Linked DNA regions of Mus musculus: all the other regions are linked to region 3. A link is a contact called in public HiChIP or PLAC-seq and Micro-C data. All regions are on one chromosome and are shown on one strand. Each heading gives the region's core, a stretch centred on a gene start, on an enhancer-like site or on the middle of the called end of the contact. The rest is flanking DNA. Distances are from core to core; before and after follow the strand shown.

Region 1 (4,325 bases), core at 221-2,720, 240 kb before region 3:
CAGGATGGGGACTACAGGCGCTTCCCAAGGACTGTTCACCAAGGCTGAAGGTTAGAAGCAGCTTCCTGTGGAGACCCCCCACACCCCTGCATTGCACACTTCCAGAGACCATTGTTCCCTGGAACAATACTCCAGTTCTTTACATGCCTGGCAAGACTGGCCGGAAAGCCCAGTAGACTCCTCTCCCACCAGCGCCTGCCTGCCATGCTGCAGCCTGGGAAACCCCGAGGCTCAAGAGTCATTACCCACACGGAAGGCCTGGGCCCCAGAGGCAGAGAGCCAGGGCAGGGCACAGGCCCATAACAGACACTGAGTAGGTATGGGACAATGATGCACGGCCCCCGGGTGCAGAAAGGGGCCCACTCTCTCACCTTTTATGCCCTCTCTATACAGGCATGCCAATGTCCAGATGCCCAAAGTGCCTCACCATGACAAGCCCTGCCCTGGGAGTGAGGTCCCGTCTTCCCCTTTTCTACCCCTCCCAAACACAGACTGATTCCAGCTGTGGGACATCTGTGGCTAGGAAAGAAATTTACCCAACCCCCTATGACACGCAGCAGGCCTCCTAGGGTGAGGTGCACCAACACACACTCTTGCAGACTATGGCACGGGGTGGGGGTGGGGGCACGATGAACTCGCCACGCTCCAAGCCCCAGCCCCAAAGATTCCCAAGTTCCAGCCCTTCCCTGTTTGAGATATGGCCTGAAGAGGGGTCACTTACCCGGAGAGGAGTCCCGGGCCCGCTGACCAACTTCCACGCCTGTCGTTTTAGCTCCACGAGCTTCGTGTGGCAGTGGCGGCACCACCCGCCCCCACCGGCCGAGTGGCTCTGCTCAGCGCTGGCCCCGGCGCCCTCCGGAGCAGGGCGGCTGCTGCATGGGTCTTGATCGAGCCCGGCGGGCAGCCTCTTGCGCGGGGATACCTCAAGTGGCGGGGTCTCTCGAGCCGGGCCGCACTCAGCCACCTGCGGGGGTTGGAGATGGGACAGTAAGCCCAAACCTTCGCGCGGCGCCACTGCGGGACTCCACGCGGCCGACTCCAGACCCAGTCGCTCACGCCCCTAAAGCCACGCTCGCACAAAAGTTAGGGCCCTGGATGCAACGCCAGGAGTCCCTGAAGAAGAAGCCCCAGCCCGACGCTCGGGGCCCCGTCCCGCTCCGCGCCCCACCCCTAGAGGGCGCTGTACACCCCGCTAGCATCATCGTTGTCCTGGGCTCTGAACCCGGTGCCCGTCGAGCCCAGCCGCCCGCTCCTAGCAGGGCCTTGCGTACCGCGGGCTGCACCGCACACAAGGAGGCGCCGCGGCCGACCATGGCACGGTCGCAGGAAGGGATACGTTGGCTCTCGGGGTACAGTGGCTACGTGATCCGGCCCAGGGGCACCCCCATGGCCAGGCCTGCTGCTCTGAAGTTGGCAGAGCAGGCGAGTGGCGGAGAGCACGCTGTGGACGCGACCGGCTTGCTCCGGGACAGGCTGGGCGGGGGCGGGCCAAAGCTTGTAGGGGGAGGGAAGGGGGCGGGACGCCAGAGCGCCGCCCCCATCCTGAGCAGAGCCAAGTGGGCGGGGGTCCCGCTCCTCCTTGCGGCCCCGCCTACTGCTAGGACCCCCAACCTGTTAGTTGAGTGTTGATGCGGGAGGGGCGGTGGGGGCTGCCGAGACACAAGTTACGCGCACGCATGCGCCTCTGTCTCTCCTGAGCGAGGATGGAGTGCGCCTCCTGGGAGGCACCCAACACTCTCATCACTTTGCGAGCGGGAAAACTGAAGCTTTTGCCCAAGATCGCACAGCACGAAAGCGGGTGGGGGTGGGGGGATGGGGGGTAATGAAAGGGGCTGGACCCGGGCCAACGGCTTCCCCAGAACACCCAGAGCACTTGAGTGTGTCTGGCCATGCTTTGGCGCCAACTGTCTCTCATGGATGAGGGTCGTGTTTCAAGAAGTGCAGTGAGGGGCTACGAACTGTCTCGAAGTGTCCTTGCAGCCGCGCCTGTGCCTTAAAATGGATTGCACACTGAGCCGCCTGCGAAGTGGGAGGAAGCGCTGCGGCTTGGCCCTGGGGGTGTGCCGGACCTGTTGTCTGCCGGCCTGGCAGATGGGGAGTTAGCTCCGGAATTAATTGCCTGTTTGTCTCCGACCCGGAGGTCTCCCTCCTTCCCCAGCGACCAGTTGTTGCTCTCGCCCAAGTCAGACCCCAAATGTCACCACCTTCTGAGGTCGCGGGGGACTCCGGCCCAAGCTCTGGATCAACCCGAAACCCCAGATAGGAGCCAGGCGGGATCTGCGGCGTGGCTCCCCGTGACACAAGCGCCACCTGCCGGCCGTAGTGAGCACAGGTTTCGAGGGCGCAGAGACAGGACACCACGCGTTCTGAGCGCAGAGCTTTCCGCTTGAGGCTGAGACTTAGGACAGCTGAGCCAGGGTGATTCAAGGAAAGACCCTGGTCGGACATCCCCAGAGCAGTCAGACCTTCGCACGGTATAAGGTCTGTCAAACGACCTCTCCTTTCCCCACCTGGACCCTGCTTACTTAGCCCTCCACTCCTACGCACTATTGGCCAAGAGTGGGATGAAGATCCGGTTTTCCAGGTCATCTACGACTTAAAAGAGTCTGTAAACACGACAGGAAGTCATGAATAAACTGGGAACGGGCTCCCCACTTTCTGCAACCCCCAAGCCTCCAGGCCCTTCTCAGCCTTGCGAAGGGAAGACAGGCAGGCGACGGCCCACCATGGGATCCGGGTAGCCTCAGGCACCACCCTCCTCAGTCCACCCCTGCAAGCACTACAAACAGCGTCACCCCGCCCGCCCCTCTACCGCACTGAAACAAACACCCGGGGCCCAGGAGGCTCATACATTGTTATCGACTTACACACACGCACACATACTCCTCACACGCACACCGAGAAGCATCACCCGGAACCCAGGGCCTGCGCTCATGATGGGCCACACCCGCAACTTCACTTCCCCGCACCAGCGCGGTTCTTCGGGAAGCATACTCTACGTTCGAGTTCCCAGAGGACACAAAAACACAGCTCCACAAGACCCCGGGATGCACCAAGCAACCAGAATGATCTCAGAACTCAGATCACCTCCCCCTAGGCTTTTTCCTCGCCCATCCCTGCAAGGTGAGATAACCGCGATCTCTGCGCTACGCTCTCCTCCGTGGAAGATCGCTGCTCAAGGCTCGGGTTCCAGCGTAGCCTCGACTAGAGAGGGAGAATCAAGCGGCATCAGCTCGGGAAAGTGCAGATACAGGTCTCCGCCCGGGACCTGCCGCGTTTTCGCGGTGCTGCGCAGCAAAGTCGCGGGACGGCGTCACCACTGCCAGCCCGGCCCCGCGAGCTCTCACCTTGCCTCGCCGCCGCAGGAGGTGACTGGTGAAACCCAGGATGATGTCTGAGTCCAGGCAGAGCGACCCCATCTCTAGCAGGCTTGGAACCTTTCGGGGCGCGCCGCGGGGCGGCTCGGGGGACCCCGGCAGCGCCATGGAGGAGTGGACCGTGGGCAGCGTCCTCGAGCGTCTCCCGCCGCCGCCGTAACCACCCCTCCCGCGCGCACCCTGGCCGCGCGCCCGCCGTCGCCGAGCCCCGCACGGCGCCCGCCGCCCACCAGGCCCCCAGTACTCGGCGGCCGGCGCCCCCCCAGCCCTGCGCTTGCTCCGCGCCGAGCGCCCGCGCTGACAGCCCCGCCCGCCCGCGCCGACAGCGCCCCCTCAGCCCGGGCGGCGAGCCGGACACGCGGACCCGAGTTGGGGAGAGGTGTGTAGAAGAGAATGGGGGACCAGGATCCCGCTAGGTCTGCACCTATCCGCCTTCCGCGTCCCAAGACACCAGGACTTTTTGCAGTGGGCACTGCCACCAGGAAGGGACACCGCAACCAAGTTGGGCTCCTGGAAACCTCTGCAGATAAGGGGCATCTTTCCAGCTTCACCCTATGCTGTCCTAGGCATCTTAGGGTCCGGTCTGAAGAAAAGAAAAAGACAGACAGACAGACAGACTTGGGGAGGCAGATAACCCGGTGCTCCCAACACTGCACGTGCTCCAAAGCACTTACCCCTGGGGCAGTGTTTAGGAACCCTCTCTCCCCAGGTTTGCAGCGAGGCTTTGCTTGGACACAAACTGGCACTCTAAAGCCTTGGGCATGGGGGGTAGCACGGGGTGAGATCACAAGGTCTGGGCGGAGGATCAGTCCGGGAGAGAAGGGGTTGCCTAAATAACCTAACCCCGCCCCCCAAGTCTTTAGAGGTAGAGGGTATCGGAGAAGGAGACATCTTTAGAGGCCAGGCTGGGCTGCTGAGACTCCCGATCCCCTCCACACTCCACTCTGG
Region 2 (4,429 bases), core at 841-3,340, 210 kb after region 3:
TTGTAGTGGTTCTGAAGTGCTCAGGGGTGGGCTTTTCCTCTCTGGTGTCTGGGGCTACACATCACTAATGCGTTGTTAGATGGTTATATCCATAAAGTAGAGAGGCAATGTCAATCTTAGGGACAATGGCCCTCACAACCTCTCCTGTGGTAGTGCAGGTCTCCCACCCTCCTGCCCACCTTTGTTCCTCTCCATCTGCCATTCCCTGAGCATGCCACTCCCACCCAGCCCCTTCCCTGAGGATGTGAGCTGAGGGAAGAGGCCCTATGGCTGAAGTATCCCCAGACTGTGTCTGCCGAGCCCCAACTCTGCTCAGCTGGAGCTCAGTGGATGAATAGGTGAAGTCTAAAAGACAGTCCTGGCTGAACTAGGCTGGGAAAGGTGCAGGCAGAGAGGCCTGGGCTCAGCTTCAGGACCAGATTGGCCAGGAGAGAGCAGAGGTTGAGAAGTCATGACCTAGCGGGTCAGAGGCAGGGCTGCAGCTGAAGACACACTGCTGCCTGCAGCAGCTCACGCGGGTGACCCAGGGATTCTTTCTGGGTTGTGGTTTTCCATGTTGGCGTAGTCTTGGCTGTCCTGGAATTCTCTTTCTGTAGATCAGGCTGGCCTCAAATTCAGAGATCTGCCTGCCTCGGTCTCTGGATTGTTGGGATTAAGGGTGTGTGGCACCATGCCCAGCGAAGTGGGAGTTCTGAACAGAAGGGAGCTTTAGGACAGAATGAAGCAGAGCTGGAATCTATCAGAAAGGAAAGTTTGACAAAGTTTTAGACATTGTGGTTAACAGAGAGGACCTCAGGGAATACATAAGACACATCCAAGCGTGGGTGTGGGCTTCTCAAGAGAGTCTCACTTAAGCACAATTTTAGTGGCTTCTTTAGTTACATCTCAGGAGGTTGCTAAGGAACCACTTTTCTCAGTAAATGTGATCAGAGCGGTCCCTGCATGGAGGGATTACAGCAGATAAGGTAAAAACCTAGGCCAAGGGCTTGGGAGAGAAGTTGGTATTTCTACTGTATACAGGGGTTTGCGGTCTTGTTTCTGAGAGTCCTAGAAACTATCAAAGAAGGAAGTAGACTTGCTAACCCAAGGTCATAACCCTCGGGCCGGACCTTAAGCACTGTTCATTGTTAATGCAACTTGCCGAATTGTGCACACATAAGTGCTTATGAGTGCATACATGCATATACCAAGGCCCATCTGAACTAGGAACACAGTCTCCAGGCCTTGGTCCTCTCTCTCAACCAAGCTGTAGCCCCGGCCCCTGTTTTAATATTCTTATCTGAAAATAGCCCTAAATAGAGAATATTGTTTTCATGGCAAATGTTCTTGTTTGTTAGAATTCATTCATCCATCCATCCATTCTTTTTTTTTTTTTTTTTTTTTTTTTTTTTGGTTTTTCAAGACAGGGTTTCTTTGTAGCCCTGGCTGTCCTGGAACTTGATCTGTGGACCAGGCTGGCCTCAAACTCTTGAAACTGACCTGCCTCTGCCTCTGAGTGCTGGGATTAAAGGCATGAGCCACTATTGCCCATCTCTGGCCAAGAATTCTTGATTTCAACTAGCAAGAGGCTTCAATCCACTCTGTAGTGGGGGGTGAGGGGTTCCTCTCCCTTCTTATGCTCCTAATTTCCCTCATTTGTCATCCTGCTTCAGGCCATTGTGGCAAATGAGAAGCAGAGAGGGCCTGCGGGGTACATACCGTGGCTTTCTGTGTCTCCTCCTCATCTTCCTGGCCAGGCCTAGGGTAGGGAATATGTCCAGCAAACATCCATACAGCAAGGTGCCCAAGATCCAGATGGCAGATTGAAAGTGTCACCGAGAGCCATCTGCCCCCAGTGGGTTCCAGGCATCCTTTTGCCAACTCAGGCCTGACCTAGAGCAGCTGTCTCACAGGCGCAGAAGCTGGCTCTGGCCGCCTCTGAGGTAAGGTGGAGAATGGAGAGATTGTTATCTGGTCATAGGAAGCCCTGGAGGAGGTGGCTTCTGACTTGAGAGTGAGTTGGAAAGGCCATCAAGTGCCTACAGGCAGCTCAGTTGCAGCATCCTGCCTGGATGAGTCACCTTAGACCTTGAGGACATAAGAAGGTTTGTCCTTTCCCCTTTGTCCCAAGGACGCAGCTAATCAAAACCCTGTGATGCTTGCAGGCATGAAGTGCTGTGTCAGAGCAGTGAGGCAGGTACTCTAAGAAGGCAGACACAGGTCCTGACTTCCCAACCTTGATGCCACAAACGTACCAGGAGAAAGGGGAAAGGGGCAACCTTTACAGGGAAGGCAGTGAAGGCTACTTTAGGGACACTTCCTTAACAAAAATCCCCCAGAGAGGGAGGCATTCCAGTGGGAACAGCCATGGGAAGCTCAGAGCAAGGCTTACTTCTCAGAGCCTGGGAGATCTCAGAGGTACAAATCAAAAGCTAGAAGGGCCTGGGTCAAAGGTGGACTCTGGATGACCAGTGCGAGAATGTGGGTGTTTTAGGACAGAACACTGTCCTAACTGTCCCCATGTGTGGGGCCAGGAAGATAGGACCAACAGAAGAGGCAGAGCAGGACTGAGATAGACAGGCAGACAGCAAGGAGGCTGGCCTTAGGGACTAAAGTGCAGTTGTGGGGTTTGGCCTGCCTGACGACAGGAAAAGTTAGTCATGGGATGAGGTCACATAAGCTGGGTTTGGGTGTGTGCTTAAGGTGCAAGAATTCTCATGGCACGTGAGCCCAGAGAGCCAAGCACTCTACTTCTCTGCAGCCTGAGCCCAGTCCTGGTCTATCCTGTCTATCAGCTGGCTGAGCAGGCTCCCAGTGCCCCTTGTGCTCGGATGCATGGTCCCCTTTTTCTTCTGATACTGCAGTTTCCATCCGTCCACGGAAGGTCATCTTTTGACTCTTACTCCTGACCAAAGAAAAAGCAGACATCCCAGAACTGACATGGTTACTGGAAGGGACCTAAGGCCAGGGCCATGTGAGAGCCTCGGCAGGGACAAGCAGGCGATGAGAACAGCCAGTGCAAAAAGCCTCCAGGCTCATTAAGAATCTGCAGAGCTGGATCCCTGGACTTCAGACTGTAGGCACAGGCACGCCAAGGGGCATCTTGTCATTTCCCAAGAATGGGCCATGAGGGTGTGGGGCTGGAGCAATGTCTCAGGGGGGGGGGGGGAAGATAAGAGCACTGGTGATTTTTCCAGATACAGATTTGATTCCCGGCAGTCACAAGACAGTTTACAACTATCTGTAAGTCCAGTTCTAAGGAATCTACCACCCTCTTCTATAAGCAGGTAAAATACCCATACAGTTAAAATAAAAATAAAGGAACCTGCTTGGTTGATCAGAGCTGGCCTTGAACTCAAGAGATCCGCCTGCCACTGACTCCTGAGTGCTGGGATTAAAGGCATGCACACCACTGTCCAGCAAACAAAAAATCTTTGAAAACTAATGAGGTCCTTGTCGGTAGCTAGGGGCTTCCAGGGGCAGCACCCTAGACTCAGATCATGTAAGGTGGCAGCCCAGGTAGCCTCTTCACCACACATAATTTCCTCATAGCTAAGATGGGAACTGGCTTTTTATGCCTGAGCACATAAGCAACCTGTAATTTTGTGTCTGGGGCAGGGTCTTGCTATGGCTAGCGTGGCCTTGAACCCACTCTGCCGCTCTGACAGGCTCTGTGGCCCTGAATGGAAAGACTACAGGATTCTGTCCCCAGGTAGTCAGGTGACTTTTGTTGTAGGCATTCACTCAGTCACAGAGCGGGAGCCCCAAGGAGGTGCCTCTAAGTGGCAGTGGAAGAGGCCTAGCTCTATGCCAGGGAGGGACTACACGGGGCTCCTCCCTGGTTTCAGCTGTGTCCTCTAAAACCTCCATTGCTAGGTGCCCACAGAGCTAGCCTGGCCTTGCCAGGCTGTGCAGAGGGGACTCCAGACAGTCCTGGCCACATCCAGTCTACTGACCAGTTAGTTCACGGGTTAGAGCTTAGAGCCCTTGACTTCAGAGCACCTCCAGCTCCTTCACAATTCCTCAGCCCTTCTTGGTTCTTCACATGTGGCCACCAGGAGGCACTCAAGGCCAATTTTTTTTTCCTTTTCTGCGCATAAGCCACCCAAAATGGTCAGGGCCTAGCCAACTGGTGCAGCTGTCAGGCCTATGTCTCCCCCACTGCGTGCACCTGTCCCAGCTGATGGGGACAGGTGGTTGTGGTCCCACCTGAGCAGCACTCGGTGTCCGGTGGTAGATGGTGCTCCAGTTGGCCTTCTGGTGGCTGCCCACCATGAACAATTGTAAGCTAGCACGGGCCCTGCAAATCTGGCAGCTTTTAACTTAGCCTAAGACTCTTAACTTGACCAGACAGGGATGGTCTTCAGTCCTGGCTCTGCCTGGCCCACGCTCCACGTGTCCCCGTGTGATCCCAATGTCATCAGGGTGGTAGGTGCAACACTGGGTGTGG
Region 3 (4,193 bases), core at 873-3,372:
TGTATGCATCAATACACACAGACTTTATAGATGAAATAAATGCATGTTTGCATCAATAGACACAGACCATATACATACATAAAAAAAATTGTATTTGTTTCTATGTATATGTCTGTGTGCCACGTGTGTGTGCCCGTTTGAAGAGGACAAGAGAGGATGTAATTCCCTGGAACTGGAGTTACACAGAATTGTGAGCAGCCATGTGGGTTCTGGGGATCAAATCTGTGGAAGAGCAGTCAGTGCTCTTGGCACTGAGTCATCTCTCCAGTTCCCCTAAAACCTCTTCTTCTCCTCCCCCCGCCTCCGGTAAGATCTTGTAGTGAAGGTCCTCTCAGGAGAGTGGGTGACATTTTTCTGGGCTTGTCTTTTGTTGGGCACAAGCATCTATCCCTTTACAGCTCAGGGACATTAGTGCATCAGGACTGGAAGGCCCCAGAGACGATGGAATCTAAGCCTGCTTCTGCTTCAGATGGGAAATGCAAGGCTCAGAGAAACATTATGAGCTGCCTGAGACCTCGCAGGAAATGAAGCAGAGCTGGAACTGGGACCCAGGTCTCTTGACATCTGATTGAAACCACTCAATCCTGTTCCCAGAAAGGGTGTGTCACTGACCATTCATGGTCCACATGTATTCAGTCTTAAAACCCTAGGGACATTTTTACACCAAACCTGCTTGCTAACGATAACGTAACTACAGAATTCACAGGGCAGCTGGCACGTGTCACAAACTGCTCGAAGTATTCATACATCACACCTGAGAGAGAGGTACTATTATCCTACCACATCCTATGACAGATATGAGCTCGCTGAAGATCACACAGCGAGGGTGTGTCAGCAGTGGTGTGGAACCAAGTCTGTTCAACTGGAAAGTCCACGCTCTCAATCACTAACCCCCATGGCCTCTTAAGCTCAGGTGTGGCTGCCCATAAGGGGGCTGGTGTAACTCTGGCCTCCTCCCTCTCTCTGCCCCGACTTAGCAGCAGCCTCCCGCCACTCAGAGAACCAGACAGGCTATAAACTGCCCCTGATCAACATCTGCTGCCCTCTCCAGGGGTTGGGTACTTCCCAAGGTGATCTACCCTTTCTGTGTTTGGGGTCATCCAGCTGTCTTCATGTTTCTGGAATCTCATGGAAGTTTAAGCCCGGTGCAGCTCATCAGCCGTTGTGTCTCATCTGTCAGAGTTCAGGCAAATGGCACAATGTGGAGTACTCAGAAAGGGTGCCTGCCCACCCGGCAGCCTCTGCTGAGGGTCTGCTCTGGGGCCTGCTCTACCCTCTGTCACTCAGGCTCCCTAGTTGGAGGGAAAAATGACACAGGAGACAGCATTCTAAGGACAGACCTGGACCCTGAAGGTACAGATTGGACTCTGCCCTGGGACGTTCCAGCTGGATCTCCAAGGATACTGACACAGGTGGGGATGGGTCCTTCGGTCTTGGGATGGATCGTGTGAAGGGCTGAGGCTGAGAGCCTGTATGTCCTGTCCAGGAAGGCTTCAATGGCTCAGCCCGCGGTGGAAGCGGGGGCAGAGTCCCAGGTCTCTGGGGCCCGGGACACTGAGCGGTATGCAATCGGCTGATGCAGACACATCGGGGACACCCTGTGCCCGCCTGATAGGATCCGGCCTGTAGCCTCGCATAGCGCTGGACACCTAGGGTATATGTTACGGTCAGAGTTGGTCTGTGGCCAGCTCGCCACTGGCCTCTCGGACCTGAGAGGTTCGAGTCTCCACCGGTCGCGACTGTGGGCCGGACCCAGCCGCCCTTTCCTCTCTGTCCTTTGCTTCCTATTCGTCCGAGGTGACCCTGAGCCGAAGTCTCGCAGACACAAGGTTCGGAGGTCCCTGGGCGCCCCAACGCCCCCTTTGCTGGTATGCAGGAGGAGGGGCGGGGTCGGCGTCCGCAGCGCGCCCCTCCCCCGCCGCCGAGAGCGCAGACGCGCACGAGCGCGCTCTCACCTGGCCGCGGCGGAGAAGCCCCGCCCTCTTATCCCGCCTACCCCCACCGGACCAATCATAGGTGGCGTAGGCGGGTGGGGGAGCGACGCGTGGGGCGGGGCCTCCGCAGCCTGCGGGGTGAGCCGAGTGGGTGGCGGAAGGCGGCCGGCTTCGGCAGAGGCGGTGGCGGCGGCTGAGGGACGGCGACGCGGCACGCGGGGCGGCGCGACAGGACGAGCGAGGGCTGCGCGGCTCTCCGCAGCTGCCGCCTCGCCGCAGCCGGGCCGCAGGGCGCCGCAGCGGGTGCGAGGCCTGTGAGGCGGCCGGAGCGGCGTCCTGTCAGGCGGCGCGGGCGCGGCGGACGGCGCCGCGATGATGCCGGTGGGTGCGGGCGGCGGCGCCTCGTTCCCCGGCCCCCGCGCGAGGCGGGCCCGGCAGGGAGGAAGCGGCGGGCGGGCGTGCAGGGCGAGCGAGCGCAGGGGCAGGTGGGGGCGGCGGCTGTCAGCGGGCGGGCGAGAGAGCGAGCGTGGGCGGGGTCGCCGACAGGGCGAGCGGCCTCCGCAGGGCTGCGGGCTGCGCGGGGCTGCGGCGTGTACGGCCCCTCCCGGCCAGCGACCGGTGCCTCGATTTCCTCGGCGAGGGCACCCGGGTGCGGTGTTCGCACGCTCGGAATATGTGTTTCCCCTGCACTGGGAGGAACGCATGCCGTGCGTGGATTCAGAGAGCCATCTTAGGAATCCCCTTGCCGAGGCTTCTCCGTGGGTACATTTGCTCCACCTGGCGTGATGTCCCTATGTCCTTAAGGTTGAGCCGGTTGTGTGTCACTCGAGCCTTTGTCCTGCTCTTAAGGATGCTTTTGGCCAGGAAGACCTTCGTTTTGGGGGTTGCCACCTTCTTTGCCTTTTCCTTTACCTGCGTGCGGTACAAGCAGCAGTGGATGCTGAATTCTCTCCTTTTTTAAATAGGCTTTTTGTGAAGTGTATACGTCGTAATTAATGGGAAAAAACGTGACATAGATTGTACCCAGTTGGGCGTGTTGTTTTTAGAGTGTCTATTGAGTAAAAAAATCTCAGACTAATAAAATAACACACAATCTATTTTTTTTTTTTTGTTCGCTTGTTTTAGAAGTGCTGGGGGTCAAACCTGGGCTTTGCAGGACTAGGCCAGTGTTTCTATCACTGAGTTTATATATCCCAGATCCACAGAAAAAAAAAATTGAAGCCTACGTGGAAAGATCACGTTTCAGAGGGGAAATATGTCTCTGCATTTTTACTTGAATACTGTCGTTCTGCTATGCTGCACCCAAGCTCATTAGTTTACAAACCACCACCCCTTCAAATAATTTCCTGTTTCTTGATAATCTCTTCTCCCTCCTTTTGAACTGATTCCAACCCCTGGTGTTGGTGGAGTTTTAAGATTTAACCTACTTGATCCTTAAATCCTTTGGTGTTAGGCTTGTTGAATGCTAAGCATGTTTTTAAACGATTGCCTTGTAATGGAAAGAGCACTAAGTGGGCGTCAGAAGAGCTGGGGTCAAATAATTGTTCTGGTACCTCTTCATATTGTGTCCTTGACAGAGTTGAGACTGAATTCCCTCTAAAATAGGGATAAGAACATATCAGTATTTGAAGTACCATCATGAAGATCAGTCAGGACGCTTTTCAGAATTGTTGAGCAGAATGCCATACCACATTTTAAATATAGCTTTGGGGTTTCAGTTTGAGATTCTAATCTTTACAAGATACACTTTATTTCTTCCCTTTTCTTACTGGCTCCATGTTGAAAAGGTATTGTGGTGTTTTGGAACGTTGCAGTTAAGTCCTGGTAGTTGCGGTGATAATGCAGTCACACTACAGTAATATTGAAGATTATCAAATGTTTGGCAGGTTTTATCCCTCATTGTGTAGTGTTTAATTATAAATGCTCTGTTAGGAAACTTGTATTACTTTTCCATGTGTTAGCGCAGACATTTTTACTTCTATCCATGCCGTTGAAGGATAACAAATTTTGTTTTTAAAATGTTTAGTCTGAAAATGGGATGTTTACTTTAAAAACTCAAATAGTGCTTTTTAAAGCTGATCTTATATTAGTTTAACACTGCTTTTTTTTTAAAGATACTTTGAGAAACCGATGGTGTTTTTCTTAATCCCTTTTTGTGTTTTATTTTTGTATTTTCTTCTTTATCTCTAAAGATACTACTTGTATGGTTGAGTCCTTCCTCTGTTAACACAGGTTGGAGGTACTTGTAAATTTAATACA
Region 4 (4,834 bases), core at 2,125-4,624, 200 kb before region 3:
AGAGGTGTGCTGTCTCCTCGTAGACAGGAGGAATGTGGCCTCAAACCAGGACCCTGGCAGTCACCAGGAAGACCGCTCAGCTGTTAAGGCCTTGAGACTTTAAACTTTGCCTCCAGAAAGTGGGGCGGGCCCTGAGGCTTTCAATGCTGAGTGGCTGCCAACCCCAGGACACTGAGACCTCCACTCTCCTGTGAGTTCCCTTGACAGAAGATGGCACTAGATACTCCAGGGGCGGCAGGGAAGGGGAAGCGGAGGTGAGAGACCTGTGGATGTGTTTGCCTGAGGCAAAGGTCTTCTGTCTACAGCTGGATTATTAACTCTGACCGTGGGCAGTGGCGCCTGAGGGTATCATCAGCTGGACTGAGGGGGTACAGACATTGGGAGCCCCATCTTGAAGGGGGGCACCTGACAAGTATTAAAACTAGCCAGGAGAAATCTAAACTCTCCTATGCTTTCTTTCTGGAAAGAAACTACAAACTTGTTACCATATGACAAGATCCGAGAAAAGAAAAAATGTCACAGAAACAGCGAAGGAAGACAGGACCTGAGCCGCCGCCAGGTAAGACCATTTTTCTGGATTCCATTTAAATTAGAATTTTCTGTGATTTCTTTCAGTGTTCTAATACTGGCCTTCATTCCCGATTCCGATTTCATAAGCTGCATCCTTTTCCCGTGGAGGGTACCCCCAAAGCATGTGACCCTGGGATGCTGAACCCCCCTCCACCTGGCCTCCTGCTGGCCTGCACTATGGTCACAGTGGACATCAACCCATCTAGACTCTAGGGCTGGCGCCAACTGTGACCACTGGGCAGGAACAGCTTTGGCTACTCCGTGCAGAAGCTTAGCTCCCCTGTGGTGGTTGCACCAAATGGCTCCCAAGGGCAGCAGGCAAGAGGTACCCTAGTTAACACAGGAAGCCCTTGGGTGACCAGGTGTCACTGAAACAAGCCTAGGACCAGGCTTAGCGTCACTGGACACATGTTGTTTTTTGACTTGTGACATTTCCATAGAGCCCTGAAAGGGGTGGTGGAGAGGTGAGGCATAAGGTCACCTCTGCCCTCTCCTGCCTTGGCAGGACTCCCCACCCAGTGTTGGGCACTGTTTACCAGAAGGTACACGAGCTGTTACAACAGCGACAATATAAACAGCTTCTCTGTAGCGGAAGCCACCACTCCCACTCACAAGGGGCCAGGACCCACATAAAGTGGGGCCACGCTGGTTAATCATTCATGCCAGTGGGGCCATCCAGGACAGGCAGGGCCTGCAGCCCACAGTTCAGCAACCTCATAGCAGGGCACACAGGGCTGCGACATTGCCTGAGCCCCAGGTTCCAGGCTTAGGCTTTACCCAGTTTGCCTTGCTTTGGGTTCTGCCTCATTTCCAGAAATGAAAATCTCCCTTTTTTAGAAAGTTAAGGTGCCCATTCCTATCTGCCACACATGAGGCAGGCCCAAGGCTCTAAGACCTAGCACTGACTGCCCATTTGTGTGTGTAGATCCCCCTCGAGGCCATCAAAAGCCACATCTCTTTTCTAGTTCTCCCTTGTTCCCAGAGGACTAAGCCCAAGGCTCCCAAAAATTGCTCTAAAGAGTGACAGTGGTGGCACACGCCCTTAATCCCAGCACAGGCAGAGGCAGGCGGATTTCTGAGTTCGAGGCCAGCCTGGTCTACAGAGTGAATTCCAGGACAGCTACGGCTATACAGAGAAACCCTGTCTCGGAAAAAAAAAAAAAAGTGGAAAGGGTCAGAAGCTGTAGGCCGTGGGATCCCATGAGGGCCTGGGATGGGTTTCTGGATAAGCTGGTCTGGGGAGCAGAGCCCTCAGCTTAGAACCGTACTGTCCTGGGGTCTGAAGCCTGCTGCCATTTTGATCTCCTTGGGTGGTGTGTCTGCCACCCTGAGGAAGGAGCTTCTAAACCAGGCAGATGCCTGTTGGCCTCCGTCTCTTCCCAGGGCTTGCATATCCCCGGGGGGTTCGTAAGGGGCCTAGAAGACCTTCACCCATCTGAAAACCCACACCTTACTGACCTGGGCCTTCAAGGATTCATTGCACTTTCCTGACCCATCATGTTCTTCCACTGTAGCACACACGGGGACATCCAAGGGGCACGAGGCACAGTGTCACCACAGGTGGGACTGTGCGCAGAGTCCACTGGTCCCTTAGCTTGGGCCACACCAATTAGGTTCAACAGGACTGAAGTCGCCCAAGTGTCAAGCCGAGAGGGGAAGAGTCCAGGTGGGACAAGGTCCCGGTGCATAGGGCCAGTCCCTGTTCTAGGCAGTTCTGAAGCCTCCTCTCTAAGCTGTGTGCTGGGTTCCTCTCTCCTTTCCTCACACTGCACGTCCTGGTCTGGCCACACTTCTTCCTCAGCCCAGCAGCCACTCCTTCCAGGAGCCTGTGTTCTCAAAGGAGCCCTCAGAGAGTGGCCCCACTACAACCCAACAGCACACACGGTGCCCACTGCAGTAACTGACCCGCTAGCGTTCAGCTTCTTAATGGGTGCTGTTGCTTTGTCATCAGTCCAGTGAAGGCTAAGCAAATTGGCCACGACCTCACCTGCTAGTGGGGTGTCCCCGGGGGGCATTCCCCAGGTTGTCTCGACCAGAGGCAGCAGAATGTGTCAGAGGACAGACTTCCAAGCCCCTGACCCTGGTGCCCAAGCTCCTTGAGCAACCAGCTTGGCCCTCAGTTTAGGAAAACTAAAGGTTCTCTGCAGGGAGAGAGCAGGCAAGCAGCTCTGCCTGAGGCAGTGTTAGTCCCTCAGAGGAAGCTAGCTCACCCTAAGGGCTTTCATAGGCTAGAAGGTGTGGAATGTTCCAGCATCCTTCCCAGCGCCCCAGGCACAGAACAGAGCAGCCTTCCATGGTCCCTCCTCCCCCCATGAGTCTCATGGCTTCAGGGATAGATAACTTCAGGTCAGGAACATTTACTCTGCCCCTCACCCTTTCTAGGGCCGGGGCTCCAGCCACCAGAGCTCCCAGAGGAGAAAGGGTCCTTTCTCCCCTTTCAAGAGACAGCCCCAGAGTTCCCAGTGGCCCAGCCCTGAGGTTGTTCTGCTTAGGGCGTGGGGACACAGACTTACCTCCGCCTTCGCTCCGCATGCCGATGGTGCCGCCAGTGTAAATGGCCAGCAGCCGCCGCTCTGGTCCCATAGCACGCGCCATGGCTGAGACAGCTGGCTCCTCAGTGGGGACAGAGCCAAAGGGAAAACAAGACCGGGAAGCGGAGGGGACTGCAGGGTGGGGCTTACTGGAGGTCTGGGGCTCCTCTGGTTGGTGGGAATTGAAGATCCAAGGTAGGCTGGACCTCGGGGTGTGGAGGAGGAGTCACCTTCAAAGTAGAGAGCGGGACACTTGGACTCTTGTAAAGGGCAGGAAGAATGTCTGCTAGGGATGGGCTGAGACCATAGGAGGGTGGGGCCTCAAAAAGGGGCGGGTTTTCTGGGTTTGCCTTACCTAACTCAGGCCAGGGACCTCCAGAATGCCCAGTCAGGGCCACTCTCCAGTCCCAGTCTAGACACTCTCCACAAACTCCTTGAGTCTCTGAGGGTCCGGTCTCACTTGTGATCTAGAGGCACCAGGAGGGCAGGGAAATGCAGGAGCAGGGTCTTAAGAGCTAGGAGATCCTGATGCAGAGATAGCACACCTACTGTGTTCCTGAACTTGGAGCAGACCCAGCCCTTCAGAGGGAACTGAGCACCATCTCCAGAAATGTCCCCTCCCCAGAAATGTCCCCTCCAGACTACTTTAGGCAAAGGTGGGGCTGTCTCAAAAGGGATGGTGGGCAGCGATCCCCTGCCCTGATTACTTGCTGGGAGCTCAGGCCCAGAGGTTGAGAGTTAAAGATCTCAGTGGCACAGGTTCAGAGCCTAATTGAACCTCGTGGGGTGGGGGTGGGGGTGGGGACATGATGTTTTGCTATGTCTTTAGTCTCTCTGTTTTTTGAACACCCAAATCCAACCTATAATAGCACCCCTGGAGACCCTACTTATCCCCTTGTGCATCTCCTTCAATACTGATCTGTCACCCAGGACAGACCCCACCCTGTTAACACAATTTGACTTACAAACCCAGAATACCAAGTCTGACTAGGAGCAGGCCATCTCTGCTGATATCCCAGCTCAGAAGCTAAAGCCACGAAGGAACCAGGAGGAGTCAGCGGTCAAGTTCTTGTTCAGGGAACTCAGCTCTTGTTCTTCTTGAGTTTGCCCTCCAGAGACAGGATGGCAAGGGGTTAAATGCTATGGTGGGGACAGTAGCGGCTGTAAACAGGGCACAAAGAAGGTGATAGTGCTTCCACAGGTGACCAAGGTCTCCGTGTAGAGCTGCCATGGTGACAGAGTCAGGGCAGAATGGGACAAACATGTCAGGCAGTATGAGCAGGTACCCAGGTCTAAGGCTAGAACAACACTGGCTGGTATTTGCCAACTTGACACAAGCTAGTCATTTGGGAAGAGGGAACCTCAACTGAGAAAAGGCTTCCATACAACTGGTGTGGGAGGGGCCACCCACCGTGGGTAGTACCACTCTTAGGCAGGAGGTCCTGGGGGTACATAAGAAAGCAGGTTGAGAAAGCCATGAGGAGCAAGCCTGTAAGCAGCACTCCTCCATAGCTTCTGCGTCAGTTCCTGCCTCCAGGATCCTGCCTTGTGGCAGTCTAAGTTGTGGAAGCATAAGCCAAATTAACCCTTTCCTCCCTAGTTACCTTAGGGCATGGTGTTTCTCACAGCAATAGAAGCTCTAACTTAAAACACAAGAGCACTCACGGGGTGGGGTCACTGGCTCAGGAGGGAGACCAGGGGACACTTGAGATCCTTACAGTGAACAGCCTGCA

The links. A called contact is a pair of places that touch in the nucleus more often than the background predicts. HiChIP or PLAC-seq counts read pairs in DNA pulled down with a chosen protein or histone mark.
Region 1: a Micro-C map of embryonic stem cells shows a contact between it and region 3, with 3 times the contacts expected there. The contact joins the promoter of Kif26a here to the promoter of Ppp1r13b in region 3. A contact is called at or near these places in 1 of 39 promoter capture datasets (stem cell-derived epiblast-like cells), 2 of 484 Hi-C or Micro-C datasets (both in embryonic stem cells) and 1 of 115 datasets of contacts at active chromatin or transcription factors (embryonic stem cells).
Region 2: a contact with region 3 is called in an HNF4G HiChIP or PLAC-seq map of pancreatic cancer cells. The contact joins the enhancer-like site here to the promoter of Ppp1r13b in region 3. A contact is called at or near these places in 2 of 39 promoter capture datasets (liver and stem cell-derived epiblast-like cells) and 3 of 115 datasets of contacts at active chromatin or transcription factors (memory CD8 T cells, pancreatic cancer cells and thymic regulatory T cells).
Region 4: a contact with region 3 is called in an H3K27ac HiChIP or PLAC-seq map of embryonic stem cells, with 3 times the contacts expected there. The contact joins the promoter of Aspg here to the promoter of Ppp1r13b in region 3. A contact is called at or near these places in 6 of 39 promoter capture datasets (cranial neural crest, embryonic stem cells, liver and 3 more), 1 of 484 Hi-C or Micro-C datasets (cerebral cortex), 1 of 115 datasets of contacts at active chromatin or transcription factors (embryonic stem cells) and 2 of 9 other capture datasets (adipose tissue and embryonic stem cells).

Annotation. Positions count from the first base shown.
Region 1 is chr12:112,143,353-112,147,677 of GRCm38.p6, reverse strand. Kif26a (kinesin family member 26A) reads right to left here and starts at 1,470. Exons shown (of 16, transcript NM_001097621.1): 1 at 1,272-1,470; 2 at 722-964. The coding sequence starts at 1,313.
Region 2 is chr12:111,696,127-111,700,555 of GRCm38.p6, reverse strand. Gm51961 (a long non-coding RNA gene) reads right to left here. Exons shown (of 2, transcript XR_003950154.1): 1 at 1,699-4,429; 2 at 1-736. Among named protein-coding and RNA genes, the nearest start is that of Gm51961, 3.6 kb to the right of the region's middle. Within about 2 kb of position 2,090, at least 47 of the 459 cell types and tissues checked have an H3K27ac peak or open chromatin away from gene starts, as enhancers often do. A contact at or near this core is called in pancreatic cancer cells, where this site is marked.
Region 3 is chr12:111,905,984-111,910,176 of GRCm38.p6, reverse strand. It overlaps Ppp1r13b (protein phosphatase 1, regulatory subunit 13B), which reads left to right and starts at 2,122. Exons shown (of 17, transcript NM_011625.1): 1 at 2,122-2,315. The coding sequence starts at 2,307.
Region 4 is chr12:112,105,223-112,110,056 of GRCm38.p6, reverse strand. Aspg (asparaginase) reads right to left here and starts at 3,374. Exons shown (of 15, transcript NM_001081169.1): 1 at 3,084-3,374. The coding sequence starts at 3,165. Mir3073a (microRNA 3073a) reads right to left here and starts at 819; the gene lies at 735-819. It overlaps Mir3073b (microRNA 3073b), which reads left to right and starts at 748; the gene lies at 748-807.